Regions from separate parts of the Mus musculus genome. Here all the other regions are linked to region 3. The links are chromatin contacts, called in public Hi-C, HiChIP or PLAC-seq, Micro-C and promoter capture Hi-C maps. All regions are on one chromosome and are shown on one strand. Each heading gives the region's core, a stretch centred on a gene start, on an enhancer-like site or on the middle of the called end of the contact. The rest is flanking DNA. Distances are from core to core; before and after follow the strand shown.

The links. Promoter capture Hi-C pulls out the DNA fragments that hold promoters and counts their contacts. A called contact is a pair of places that touch in the nucleus more often than the background predicts. HiChIP or PLAC-seq counts read pairs in DNA pulled down with a chosen protein or histone mark.
Region 1: a Micro-C map of embryonic stem cells shows a contact between it and region 3, with 4 times the contacts expected there. The contact joins the promoter of Usp53 here to the promoter of Bcar3 in region 3. A contact is called at or near these places in 2 of 39 promoter capture datasets (embryonic stem cells and liver), 2 of 484 Hi-C or Micro-C datasets (both in embryonic stem cells) and 1 of 115 datasets of contacts at active chromatin or transcription factors (pancreatic cancer cells).
Region 2: a contact with region 3 is called in a promoter capture Hi-C map of liver, with 3 times the contacts expected there. The contact joins the promoter of Sec24d here to the promoter of Bcar3 in region 3. A contact is called at or near these places in 3 of 39 promoter capture datasets (embryonic stem cells and liver) and 2 of 115 datasets of contacts at active chromatin or transcription factors (bone marrow-derived macrophages and epiblast stem cells).
Region 4: a contact with region 3 is called in a FOXA1 HiChIP or PLAC-seq map of pancreatic cancer cells. The contact joins the promoter of F3 here to the promoter of Bcar3 in region 3.
Region 5: a contact with region 3 is called in a Hi-C map of B cells, with 8 read pairs. The contact joins the promoter of Cnn3 here to the promoter of Bcar3 in region 3. A contact is called at or near these places in 1 of 484 Hi-C or Micro-C datasets (B cells) and 1 of 115 datasets of contacts at active chromatin or transcription factors (embryonic stem cells).

Annotation. Positions count from the first base shown.
Region 1 is chr3:122,983,054-122,985,753 of GRCm38.p6, forward strand. Usp53 (ubiquitin specific peptidase 53) reads right to left here and starts at 1,394. Exons shown (of 16, transcript NM_133857.3): 1 at 1,229-1,394.
Region 2 is chr3:123,266,082-123,268,781 of GRCm38.p6, forward strand. It overlaps Sec24d (Sec24 related gene family, member D (S. cerevisiae)), which reads left to right and starts at 1,415. Exons shown (of 23, transcript NM_027135.2): 1 at 1,415-1,455.
Region 3 is chr3:122,418,304-122,421,092 of GRCm38.p6, forward strand. Bcar3 (breast cancer anti-estrogen resistance 3) reads left to right here and starts at 1,454. Exons shown (of 12, transcript NM_013867.3): 1 at 1,454-1,880.
Region 4 is chr3:121,722,231-121,724,930 of GRCm38.p6, forward strand. F3 (coagulation factor III) reads left to right here and starts at 1,307. Exons shown (of 6, transcript NM_010171.3): 1 at 1,307-1,572. The coding sequence starts at 1,485.
Region 5 is chr3:121,425,226-121,427,925 of GRCm38.p6, forward strand. Cnn3 (calponin 3, acidic) reads left to right here and starts at 1,316. Exons shown (of 7, transcript NM_028044.2): 1 at 1,316-1,603. The coding sequence starts at 1,547.

The sequences.
Region 1 (2,700 bases), core at 144-2,643, 560 kb after region 3:
TACTAAAGGGCAAGAATAAGTAGAAAATGTGTCCTACCACTAAAATGGCACTTTTATTTAAAAAAAAAAAGTGACGCCTTTAAAGTAATAAACTGTTAGTGCCACGTATCATGAGTTCGATAGACAACTTTATAAATAAAAAAAAAAATCCTAAGGAAAAGGCTTGTTTGGAGGGTCTCTTGTTTTTTATCCTTTGGGAAAAATACTTAATACATTGATTCGATTTACAAACTAAACAAATCACTTCTGTAAGTTTATAGCAAGTTGTCCAAAGGAGCTCACTTTAAAAGTCTCTAAAAGATAAGTCAAAAACCTTATTTTCCATACAACTCTTGCCCGCAGAAAATCTATTAGGAATTCTTCTGACAATAGCAGATAAATCACACATTACTTTTGAAGACCCTTTCTTCACTATTTTTTTTTTCCTTTTTTCTTTAACAGAATAGGATGAGGGATCTCTGCCTCGACCATCATCGACACAGAATTGAAAACAACAGAAAATAAAACTGACAAGTTATCAATGTCACCAATCCATTCTATCATAACTTCGTGTCAGCACTGGCTCCACCTTTTAAAGGTGAAAATCAGCGTGCCTGGTCTTAAACAAGCTCCAGGGCTCACCACAGAGAACTTAGGTTTACTGCCCATGTACCTCAAAAGTAGCCTTGAAAATATATTTGGAGGAAAGAATATGTTTCCAGCTATGGAAGACCGCAAGCAGATAAGGACGTGCAGTACGTTTTTGCAAGCATTTATCGGGATCTGCACGGAGAAAACAAACCCCAGGAGAATAACAAAACCTCAAAACAGGCTCAGATTGCAGGGCTTCACATCCTCCCGGTTACACCTGCGCAGGCACTTCCTGTTCCCCCGCGCCGCCGGCGAGTAGTTTGGTAATTGTACCGTAAACCGCCGTTTAGAAGCTAAACATTAACTCCGTCCGTCTGTCCAGCTACTGAGAAACCAACCAAGCCAAGATTCTATCACATCCAATCCAGTCTGCTCCGCCAAGGAGGAACGCCAATCACGCTGGAGCCCTGGTGAAGGCTCAGTGCTCCGGCAGCTGTGGGGCTGCACCGGGAACCGCAGGAGCCTGGCCAGCGCATCCCGACCCGGCCCAATCCCGCCCTCAGCCTGCGGCCACCCGGGTTAGCGCGCCCGAGCGGGGCCAGGCCGTGGGGACCGAGAGTCCTCCGCCCTCTGCCCAGCGGGGGCTCCCGCGACTCACCCCAAGCTCTACCTCCCGGCGCCGTAGCCCTTCCAGTCCCACTGGCCCGGCTCCGCCTCGCGCCGACACCCACAACGTCGTGACAGGCAAAGCGACACGCACAGGGACAGACGGCCACACCGCCGCTTTCAGCCGCCAGACCCGCGCAGAGCATGCGCGCACGCCCAAGACCCAGGGGCCGGTCTGGGCAGTGACACCTGCGATCAACAGGTCTCTGGACCCCGCCTTCCCCCGCGTCAGGACGCCCCGCCCCCTTGCGCCGGGCCCGCCTCCTCGTCTCGCCCCGCCCCGCCCCGCCCCCGCACGTGAGTTCCCGGCTTTCCCGCGGGTGATGCTCCCTTTCCGAGGGCTTGTGTGAGGCGCGAGATCCCGCGAGAGCAGGGCTCGGGCTTCTGCCCCGACGCGGGGGTGGCGCGCGGGGCGGGCTGTGAGACGGGACGTGGCGGATCGGCGAGCGGCTGCGTGGTGGGCTGGGGACTGCGGCGGATTTCCACGGCAGACGCGGGCGTCCCGCCGTCGTCCGCCTTGGTTGGCGGCTTTGCAGCCTGAGTGCGGATGCGCGGGGATCTGAGCCGGGGTTCTGTGGGTTTCAGCCATTGCTGGGTCGGCACCCCGGCGGTCCCCTTAGGGAGTCGGTACGGTCTGTTTGCAGTTGAATGGTGTCCTTTGGCGCGAATGTATTTTCCCTAAGTGGGGCTTTCGTGACCACTAATAAAACGAACGTCTTCATAACCGCGCTGACCCAGTTAGTATTTGTCAGAAATTTTGGCAGCATCCTCTCCGCGATGTGGAGCAGGTTTTGAGTTGCAAGCTGCTGCTGCTGCGAACCAGACTAGCCTTTGTCTGGGAAACTTTTATTTGGGATGATAATTAAAAGGAAAAACAAAACAAAGGGGGGAAAAAAAAACCTGGCTGATGATTAAGATGACTCAAAAAGGTAGATGTAGGTTTGGAAGACATTTCCAAAGCTGGCGTGAGTCATAAAAGTTGACTTAGATAAACTCAAAGGGGACTCCAGTTTACCTGAAGAAATCGCATGAGGGAGACCCTGCAGGTTGGTGGGTGACATGCAGTGAGGTTATTGTGTTTGACCCGGGATCAGTGAGAATTTATTATGTACCACATAAAAGAAGTAACATGAAGCCATAGACGCCGTCCTCAACATTAACATTAAAACCTCGACGGGAAGGAGCCGGAGAAACCAGCTCTTAGAAATGTAAAGAATTGGCACCATACTGTTTCCTCTCGGGTGCACTCTGTTTTGAGGTGTTGTTTAATATATCTTCTGTCACCTCTTTCCCCTTCAGCTATATTGTGTATTCTCGGATGTATTTTACATGAGTGCCTTAAATATGTCTTAAAAATAGACCAAGGAACAAGCAGTCCAGGTTTAGTTATGTTAATGTCCTACTCTTGACGTAACAAGATCTGAACGCCTTGTTCCCCCAGGAAAAAAAAAAAATGGTAGTTAG
Region 2 (2,700 bases), core at 165-2,664, 850 kb after region 3:
TGCTTTGCATCTTCAGACACCTATAGCAGTTCAGCAAGATGACTTAGGACTGAAACCTTAGAGACTGAGACAATGCAAATTATTACCCTTTAAATTGGTTTCTTTTTTAGTGATAAACAGTTGACACAGTTGCCTCAAAATTCCTAATACTGTGGGTGATGGTGGCTCATGTCCTTAATCCTAGCACTTGGGAGGCAGAAGCAGGTGGATTGCTGAGTTTGAGGCCAGCCTGGTCTAGAGAGTGAGTTCCAGGACAGCAAAGGCTACAAAGAGAAACCCTGTCTCAAACAACAACAACAACATGTCTTGATAATGATAATTCTAAAAGAAGACCTGGCAGGTCTGAGAGGATCTATATTGAGCATAGATGGATTGAGCTGAGAAGACCCGCCCAGTGTGTGGGACATCATTCCCTGGACTGGCATCCTGGACTGCATAAAAAGAGCCAGACACAAGCACTGATTGCTCTCTGCTTTCCTGACTGTGCCCGCATAGTGATCAGCTGCCTCAAGCTACCGCATCAAGATGGATTACTCCCTTGAACTGTGGACCAAAATAAACATTTTCTCCTTTTAGTTGTGGTTGCCAGAGTATTTTATCACAGCAACAGGAAAAGTTACTCAGGTAGCTTTTGATTAGTCAAGCTTTAGGGAGCTTTTATTTCTGGTTCCTCAGAAGGAGGCACACAGTGAGGGCAAAATCACTAGGCTGCTTTTATTTCATAAAACTTTCATAGATTCCCCAAACTCGCAGCTCGGCTGCGGACTGAACTCATACTTTCTCTCTGATAGTGAGACATTTTTGGAGTGTGGCCTATTGGTCCTGATTTTAGGGCCAAATAGGTGTTTCTCAACTGTTTCTGTCCAAAGGTGAGCTAAAAGTTATCTACCTTTGACACAGGCCAGTTCCTGTTTGTGGGTGGGGCACACCCAGTTAAGTGGGCAAGCCCACGGAGGTCCTGCAACCCTTTGCTTCCTTGAGGACACCTCAGCTGAGCGTCTCGTTTCACACAGAACCAGGCTGTCGTGGGCCTTCCTTCCTTCTGTGGTTGTGCTGGAAGACGTCATCAAATTGTCTGTCCACGCGCCAGATTCCTCTGGCCACTGAGCACTCCCCGACACGCGTCGCTTCCAGTAAGGCGAGCGCAGCGCAGCGATTCAGTGCCACCTGTTGAACCCAGAGCGCGCCCTCCTCACCCCACCCAAGTCCCCTGCCACCGGCTCCGGAGGATCTTTGACAAATTGGAGGAGGCGGGGCCTCGCGAAGGAAAAGCTTAGAGGAAAAGACCCGGAAAGAGGCGCGAGACCGCAGTGGGAGGTGCGGCCCCGCCCCCGCCAGGGCGCGCCGCGGGAGCGAGCGGGTCCAGCACGCGCGCGCGCCCGGGCGCCTGACGTGGCACTAGCAACCCAGAGCGACTCGGCGGCGGCGGCGCGGGGCGCGGAGCGTGCAGAGCAGGTACGGCAGACGCGGGGCGCAGGGCGCAGGGAGGAGGGTGGGGAGGAAGGGGAGCCACAGGTACAGCAGGTTCGGGCTGAGGGTGCGGAGCGTCCACACGCGGCTGCACCGCGACTCCCCATCAACTTGGCTCTCTGGTTCCCGGAGGAGGAGAGGGCTGGAAATATTCCGAGGGAAAATGGCAACTACAGTGTTCAGCTCCGGGACATCATTAGAGGGAAACGCGAACTTGTCCCGGGTGACAGTGGAAGGGGAAGGGTGTCTTTGTAGAATCCGAGCGCTCGGGGTTTGGATTCGAGGCCGGTTTGTGCCAAGTGGCTCTCTGCCATGTCGCCGCTTGCAGCTGAGTCAGGTTTCTGCAACTTGGTGTACTGGGTGAGGAAGTTTGACGTGGCAGAGAAGGGTGAGGAAGCGAATTCCTCCCAGGACCAGGGAAGAGGGCTGGGCGGCTTCCAGTCCCCTGCTGTGAGCATCGCTGTCCCGCTCCCCTTCCGCAGCTGCTGCGTGGGTGCGCCGGTGCGGTCTTCTGAAGGCTCTGGGCTGCACGGGGCCAAGCGACTGCCACGTCTCTCTAGGCGCAGTGGGAGGAGGGAAAGTGTTGTCAGGAACACAGTGAACTAGAGACCTTTGTCTGCCTTTCTGTCCTCCGTTAGCAAGACAGTGACCTCATCATACTCATGGTTGCTACTCGGAAGCTGAAGGTTTAATATGAAAACAAAGCTAAATCATGGATGTTAGTCTTCACGTTTGAAATTTGCATGCCATTTCCAGAATAAAGAGATCCCACGTCTTACTTAGAAGGTATTACTAATCTTTACCTTAAACCACTACCTTAAACCGCAGCAACGAGAAAGAAAGGAGAGGTACCCAAATGCTTGATGGAGAAACTGGAAAGAAACTAGAGAATCAGGGTTTCACAACTAATATGGCTTTTGGACACTTCATTTTCTAAAACAGAAAACTGAGGCCCAAAGAACCTCTTCAGTTTACTGTGTCACAAAGCTTTGCATGGGCAGATAGGAAACAAATCATAATTCTTTTGCCAGGCTTCAGAGCACCTCCTGTCTTGTAACAAATGTTTTTTTGAAAGCCAGACATGGTGGCACACACCTTTAATCCCAGCATTGGGGAGTCAGAGGCAGGCAGATCTCTTTGAGTTCGAGGCTAGCCTGGTCTACAGAGTAAGTTCAGGACAGCAAGGACTACAAGGGAAACCTTGTCTCTGCAGAAACCAACCAACCAAAT
Region 3 (2,789 bases), core at 204-2,703:
TGGTTAATTTTGTCAGTCTGAACACTCTAGAACAGTGGCTGGTTCTCCCGCTTTAACACAGTGGCTGTGGTGACCCCCTCCCCCCAGCCATAAAATTGTTTTTGTTGCTACTTCATAACTGTAATGTTGCTGCTGTTATGAATCATGATGCAAATACCTGGTATTTACATCATATCTGTATATATAGGATATCTGATATGTGACCTCTGTGAAAGAGTCTTTAGGCCCCCTCACCCCCACCCCCCAAGGGGGTTGTAACCCACTTACCTGCCGGGGGCATGGTGGCACATGCCTTTAATCCCAGCACTCGGGAGGCAGAGGCAGGAGGATTTCTGAGTTCAAGAACAGCCTGGTCTACAAAGTGAGCTCCAGGACAGCCAGGGCTACAAGAGAAACCCTGTCTTGAAAAACCAAAAAAAAAAAAAAAAAAAAAAGCCACTGACCTAGAGTCCCCTGGGAAGAGGGAACCTATCACCTCCATCGGATTGGCCTGTGGGCATGTGGGCATGTGGGAGAGGTATTTTCTTGATTAACGTTTGATGTGGGAAGGCTCGACCCACTGTGGGTGGTGCCAGCCCTGGGCAGGTGGGCCCGGATTGCATAAAGAAGCTGAGGAAACCTTGGAGAGCAAGCCAGTGAGCTCTGTCCCTTCACTGCCTCTGCTTGAGTTCCTGCCTTGGCTTCGCCCAATGATGCCTTGTAACAAACAAACACTTCTGAAGCTGCTCTCGATCATAGCGTTCATCTCAGCAACAGAGAAGCAAAGCAGGACACTGTGTAAATAAAAATACCTGGGCTGTTCCCTGTGGAGCCTTCTGTCTTATCCATCTGATCCGAAGGTGTTCCTTACATAGTTTCTATACATTTCCTTTATCGGCTGCATGAATTGCGTAGAGGAGCTCTTAATGACAATTACGTTAACAAGCGGGTTTCCTTTGGCGTTAGTGCTTCGTGTATTTAATTAAGGAATCTTTACAGCCCTTTTTTTTTATTGTTTGTTGTTTGGTTTTGCTTTTGGTTTCTGTTTGATAATTTCTTTAGTGTTACCGTTTTACCTTTTATATGTAGATCTGAAGTCCTCAGGATTTGATTTGGGGTGTGGGGTGGGGTGGGCATCATGATTCTATGACCTGGTATCATATATTGAACTGTGTGCTGTACTCCCACCGTTACCACAGCAATCTTTGGCATAAACCAAGCCACCAGATAGTGCAGAGATGACTTTATAACTAGGTTTTGATAAACAGCATATGTAGGTTCACGAAGCCATCTAGTTCTGCGTGCACGTGTGAGAGTGATTGATTTGCCTGTTCCCGGCTCGCTCGCTGTGGTTACCTTGGTCTTTGTCCCATGAAAGCCTTTTAAATTGAAAGCCAGCCAGGTGTCTGCAGAGCGGGCGGATCTGCTGCGTAATTAAATAACGCCGGGAAGGGGGAGGAGTGGATTAGGCGAGGCTGTCCGGTTGAGTGAGGTTCAGTAAGGAAGAGGTTGAGCTACACTTGAAGTCTAGCTTCTCGGGGGAAGATAAGGGGGAGTCAAAACTCTCAAATCCGGGCGGAGGAGAGCCAGACGAGGTCACCGAATGTAAAAGTCGCCGGGGTTCGGCTCAGCCCGGCGAATCGGCTGGGCGGGGTGGGGCCGCGAAGCCGCAAATCACCAGTTGAGGGCCAGAGAGCGCGCTGCCGGCTCAGAGCTGAGCCTGCAGCCGCCCGGCCAGGCAGCAGCCGGAGCGGGACAGCCGTGCACACCCGCCAGCCGCACCAGCCTCTTGGCGGACGCCCGCGGACCATGAGCCGCCCGAGCTCCGAGAGCAGCTGCGGTGAGGTGAGAGCAGCCCGGCGCTGAACCGCAATCCCGGACTCCGAACGCGGCGCGGGGAGGTGAGTGTGTCCCGTGCGTTCCTGTTCAGCCTCCTGAGCTCCCTCGGTCGGACTGAAACAGGACTGAGAAGTTCTTTAGAGTAAAGTTAGGCATGGGGAAGAGCGCAACCCCCGTCTGTTTGTACCCCCGAGCCCCCGCAAACTAGACATGGGAGTGGGAGTGGGGGTGACCAAAGTGTGTGTGGCGGGGGAGGGAGGGTGAGACTTGTGCCCTCGGGGGTCCTCGGATCCCGGGACTCTCGGGAGTGGAGCGTGGTGATGTGCCTCGAGCATCCCCATCTACTCTTGGGCTCCGGGGCGGAATCTTCCCGGGTGCTGGTTTCTGGACCCCTCCGAACCCTCCTGCTAGTCCAGTTCGGTTTTGCCCAAGGCCGCTCTAAGCTGGGTAGACGAGCTGGCCCAGACGCCTCTGCTGGAAGCCCGAGGCTTTCCTCCACTAATCTCTTGGGAAGTTTGCAAAGAAAGTGAAGGAGCCTGCCCAGTAACTGTTGACAACATCTCCCTCCCCTCGCCTTCCCTTTGTTGAGAAAGAATGAATAGTTGGTTGTGTGCTTCCCCCTGAGTCGGAGAGGGGAAAGCAAAAGGAGGGAGGGACGGGTCGCAGCCCATCTTCCTTTACTCGCTTAGCCTGTGGCCACTTAAAAACTTTAATCAGGTGTAGACTCTTTTTGAAGGGCAGGTGGCAAAGGCAGCGAGCCGGTGATGTGGGGCAGCGCGTCACAGGACTAAGGTTTAACGGTTGTTTGAGGCAAGGTGAAAGGGGGAGTAGCCCGAGTCTAGTTTTTTTTTTTTTTTTCAGTTTTTGTTTTTGTGTTTTGTTTTTCCCTACAGCAGTTAGGGATGGAAAGTAGAGCCCGGAGTTCAGAGAGTCTTTTAAACCTTGACTCTTATCTCCCAAGGTTCCACAGA
Region 4 (2,700 bases), core at 57-2,556, 700 kb before region 3:
AGACATAAGCAGGAAGCCTAATCAAAAGCTACTGTGAGTGGGACGACAGCTTAGTTACTCTTTACACTTCTCAGAGCCTACAAGGTGGACCCAAGTTTGACTTTACTCAAGGAAAGTAAAAAAGGAAGGAAGAAAGGAAGGAAGGAAGGAAGGAAGGAAGGAAGGAAGGAAGATTGTACAAAGCATCCAAAGACACAGATATTTACATTACAGTTCATAACCGTAGCAAAATTACAGTTATGAAGTAGCAATAAAAATAATTTTATGGTTGGGATCACTACAATATGAGGAGCTGTGTTAAAGGGTCGCAGAATTAGGGAAATTGGAAAAGAAGGGATAAACTGGACAGTCAACCAGGAGTGACAAGAAATCGTTTGATACACTGTCGAGCAAATGCTACCAGTAGGATAAGTGATCGTCTAAGGCTTCAACAACGTCACGGCAAAGCCTAGAACAGGAGGCCAGGAAATAAATGAAGAAAACCCAAAGCTTGCAAGTGACACCTGGCTGCCACTAGGCTCAGTGACAGAGGTGGGCTCCTGGGTCCATTCCCAGCATCCAGGAAGGGAAAACACAAATTGGAACGTCCGAATGTTTATTTTTCAGTTTCATTTTTTGTTTTTCTGCGCTTTGGAGGAATTCACTCAAACCCACTGCGGGCTTCCTCAACGTGAGAATCATCCTTCCTGGAACCCCCGTGGCTACAGAAGTCACGCTCAAATTCTCTCAGGCTTCATGTTGCAGTTCCTCGGTCACCTCGGGAACGGGAGTGGGGTGCCAAGTGGCCTTTAGACCTAATCCAGGGCCCTTGTCCATGGCAGACACGTGCATTTACTGCACCGCCCTGTGCAGCGGACCAAAGGGACTGACAGAATGATCTGCTAGCCACTGCGTGTTCAGGCAGGGCTTTGGAACTGCCCTCTGCTACCAGGAGTGGTCCAGGGGCTTTGATACATCCTCTGCTAGGGCCTCAGCGTACATCGAAAGCAGAGGAAAAGTAAGACTCCCTTGACTTTCAACTTAAGTCCCTTCAATGACACTCCTTTCTCCCCAGCCAGCCACCCAGGCTGGTCATCCAGGGATCAGCCCGGGAGCCTGGGTCTCCGCAGTACCTGGATCCGCCTGCGCCGAAGGGGCAGCTCGGTGCTCCGCGGCGCTGTTGAATCACGGTTGAGTCACCCCTTTCGGGGTCTCGGAGTTTCCTACAGGAGGGGAGTGGGCGGGGCAGGGGTGTGGACTGATCGGGAGCCGCCCACCGCGAAAGCGAGTGACCCGGGCCGGGGGGCGGGGAGTCGCGAGCTTCGGCGGAGGCGGCGCGGGGTGGAGAGGAGCCGGTGTCCGCGCGGCCCTTTATAACGCACCCCGCGCCGACCCCGGCAGCCTGGGTACAGCCGGTACCCATCACTCGCTCCCTCCGATCGCTCCTGTAGCGTAGCCAACGCGCCGCCGCTGAAGCCCCGAGACCTCGCCTCCAGCCCTTGGACATGGCGATCCTCGTGCGCCCGCGCCTCCTAGCGGCTCTCGCGCCCACGTTTCTCGGCTGCCTCCTCCTCCAGGTGACCGCGGGTGCAGGTGAGTGGCATTGGTCCTGAGAAGCCGGGGGCGCTCCGCCCGCGGGAAACAGAGAACCTATCTGGCTAGCTGGGGGGGGAGGGGGGGTGCTGCTCTGGTTCCTTGGGGACACCAAGGTGTCCGGCTGTACCTGTGGATTTGGCTGCGCTCGCCCTGAGGATTTGAATGAACAATGGGATGGAAGGTAGTTGGTGCCCGGACTCCTGGCAGTTGTCACTGCTAAAGATGCCTGCTTTGTGCGTCCACCGCGGTTGCATAAGATAAAACTGAGATTCCAGCTTTAACTCTGAGGGAGAGTTTCCTAGATGTTGGGCCCTTGAAGGTGGCAGGCTCGTGGGCCCGCCTTTGCCAAAGTCGGCGTGCTTTGCGCTTTGCGTGGCTTGCATGTTATCTCTGACAAGGTGTGCGCCTTCCCGTAATAAATAGGTGTTCTTGTGGCCTTTGGTTTCGGTCTGATAGAAGCAAGGCTGTTGTAAACTCAGGCAAGACAGAGTGCATACCCACATCTACCCAGTGCTGAGTTGAGGCAGAGGCTGAAACCAGGGGGCTTGCAAAACGAGACGTTGATGACAGCACTTTAATGGAATAGCATCCCACCATGTGACAGGTGCCACGTGGGCTGCACGTCTGACGAGCTCTCCTTGAGAATTTCAGTGTAAAGATATTTTAGATTACAATGGGAAAAGTCCGGTTAGACTCTTTTTTTTTTTTTTCGTTTATGTGCATTCCTGACTCTCACGTGTGTGGGGGACTAGCCCTGTTTGGAATTTATTCAAACCCTTCCTTGCGGCCTCTCCGACGGCTTCGGAAGAGTCCGGGACTCTCTGGCACCTTGGGCCCTCCTTCTGTGTCGTTTTAAAGTGGGCTTTCCCTGGAATAGTTTAAAGGAGGACTTCAGGATCTTCAGCTCTTTCCACGGATTGCAGTATGGGTGTTGCCTAGAGGACTATATGGCCCTGAGGGCGGGGATGGGGCGTGGGGGGAAGGACACGTACACACACACACACACACACACACACACACCCTCTGCTCTTGACAAGTTAGCAACGTTATTTTTGTGACTGGCAACAAAACATGTGCTCCCTTTGATGGCAGAGGCTGGGAAAGTGTTTAAGACACAAGGTCGAG
Region 5 (2,700 bases), core at 66-2,565, 990 kb before region 3:
AATCCTCTTTGTGCTGGGATAGAGTGCTTGAGACACTATGCCACACTCCCTTATTTCTATCCCAGAAAGGTTCAACTTGGGCTATTTGGGCTTCTCTTTTCCATGCAAGTGGCTGACCCTGGTCCTGTAGTCTCTTCTGGAATGTCAGCTGTATTTGGGAAACATAAACCAACATACTGACACCCAGAGGACTAAAACCTGTCCTAGATGTGCCCCAAGACACCAAGGCAAGCGGTGACACTCTGGAGGCAGTGATAGCTGTCATTATTAGGAATCTCTGAGTTGCAGCCTTCAAGCCACTAAAACGGATCTGAAGTCTACCGAGTAAGTTTTGGGAAAGTGAATGAGCTAATCTTTCAAAGACATATAGCCCAGTGTAGTGCCAGGAACACAGGCAGGGGACAGCGTGCTCTCTGTTCTCACCTTTCCTCTATCAGTTTGCCTTTGAGATCAGAAGAAAGGAAAGGGGACGGAAAAGAATACAGAGTGCTGATTCAAAGAGATTAAAAAACAAACCAAAGCAGGTAGACTTCTCAGTCAAGGCAGTCCTCTAATTAAAAACAAATAAACTACCTAGCCTTTTGGGCTGGCTGAACCCCCGGTGAAGGTGCTTGCCAAGGGCAACTGGTGGGACTCCAGAAAAGGACCCAAAAAGCTGTACCCCCTCCCCCCAAAACCTGGCTGTGCCACAACACTTTCCCAATTTCTTTCGCTCTGCATTCAAAGTTTAGACAGGATGAGCAGGACTTTGGCAAAGAGCGTTGACCGAGGCAGAGGTCAGCCCCACAGGTGCGGCAGCTGCGTGGGGAGGGAGACTTGGCAGATGTCCACGCAGGCCTCCCCCCCCCGCCCCCGGCCTGGCACGTGGATTCGAAGGCTGCTCCCCGGGTTTCCAGCGCAACATCTGGGCGCGCTGTAGCCCGGGAGGAGACGGATGGAGTGGCCGGTCAGCGGCGGGCCAGCTCGGGGAGCTTCCTGTCCCCCTCCACCGTCGGAGCGCCACAGATGCCTGGGAGTTGATGAGAACCAAGGCGGCTGAGAAGCCCCTAGGCGCCGGGGCGGGGCGGTCGCAGCCCGCTGACCAGCGGGGAGGAGGGGCGCCGAGGTCCTAGGTGGCGTGAGGGCGGGGCCGGGGGCTGGGACCCCGCGGGAGGGAGCGCCGCGCCCGCCGCGCTGCCATTGGCCGGGAAGCCTTGGAGCAGGCGAGGGGGGAGGAGGCGGCGCTCATTGGTCGGGCTCGCCGGCCAATCCCTGGAGGCCCGGGGGTGGGTGGGGGGAGACCAGGCTGGGGGCAGAGCGTGCGGAGCCGCGGAGCGGGCAGCGAGCAGGGCAGCCGGTCCCAGTCCAGAGCGACCCGGAGCCTCCGCGGGACTCGAGTCCTAGCGAACCTCGAAGCATCATCCGCGTCCGTCTGCGGCGTTCGGGCTTCTCCGGCGCCGCGCAGGGGAGCGAGCTCGTGCATCACCCGCGCGGCCGCCGCTGGGGCTAAGAGCAGGGACACCGAGGGTGACTGACCGCTAGAACTCTTCCAGTCGTCCAAACAGCCATGACCCACTTCAACAAGGGCCCTTCCTACGGGCTCTCCGCCGAAGTTAAGAACAAGGTACGCGCGCGGGCGGGCTGGGGGTTTGCCGCGGCGGTGGGGGCGCTGGGAGCCGCCGCGGAGAGACGTCGAGGCTGCGGGAGAGAGAGATGCTCCTCGGCTCGCGGAGCCTGGCTCGCACGCGTTGGTGCTGGCTTTGTTCCCGCGCCGCGGCCCCGGCGGGCGGTGGGGGTTCCCGGACGCCTGGAGTCCCGCAGCGCCGCAGGGCCCGCTCCAAGGCTGTAGGGTGCGCCCCTCCGGGAAGGGGGCGCTCCTGAGTGGCCTGTGGCCCTTAGGCGGGGCCCTGCCTTACGGCTGGGTCTCCGGGAGTTGCCGCCCCCGCCATCCGCCTGGGCTGGGGCTGCCGCGGGACCCTGCGTCTCCTCCCATTCCATCCTGGCCCCCTCCTCCCACAAGCGAAGTTGGGCGGTTACGTGGCCAACCCGGGCCCCTCATTGTTCCTTTCCTCCTCCTCCTCCATGGGAGAGTGTCCCGCCGACCCCTGGGACCCGCGGGCGGAAAGGGAGCCCGTCGGTGGTGCCTTGATGCAATCGCCGCTGGTGCGGGAAGCCCAGACAAAGCCTGAACGCGCAGCCTGCGAGCCGGATCAGCTGTAGATGAGAGACTTAGAAATGCAATCCTGAGAAGTTTGCAGCGCGTTGAATTGTCACGATATCTCGGCAGGGTCGCTTTTGTTCGAGGTTTATTTGCTGTGGCGGGTTGCAATTTTGGAGTGATTGGAATCTGGCTGCGTTGCTTTGCTGTGTACTCATCTCAAGAATGCACCAGGGTTTATCTTTCAGACTTTTGGCCTGGAAAAGAGATGAGAGGCGCCCCCCTCCCCAAATCCTCTCTTTCCTTCCTCCCTGCCTGCATTCCAAGTCCATGACATCAGGGGTTTCGGGGAGTGGGGGTGACCAGCCAATCGGCGTGGAACTGCGCACAGACCGCTCATTGTCTCCCTTTTGCTGTTCCGGCCAAAGCGCCACAAAGGAGGGCTGCTGTGGTTTAATTCCCATTAACTTCCCGGGAGCCGAAGCATGTCAGGATTGTCACCAAGCTGTCCCACCTCCGGTAGAATAGTTTGGCATCATCAGGGCTACGAACACCCCTGGAGT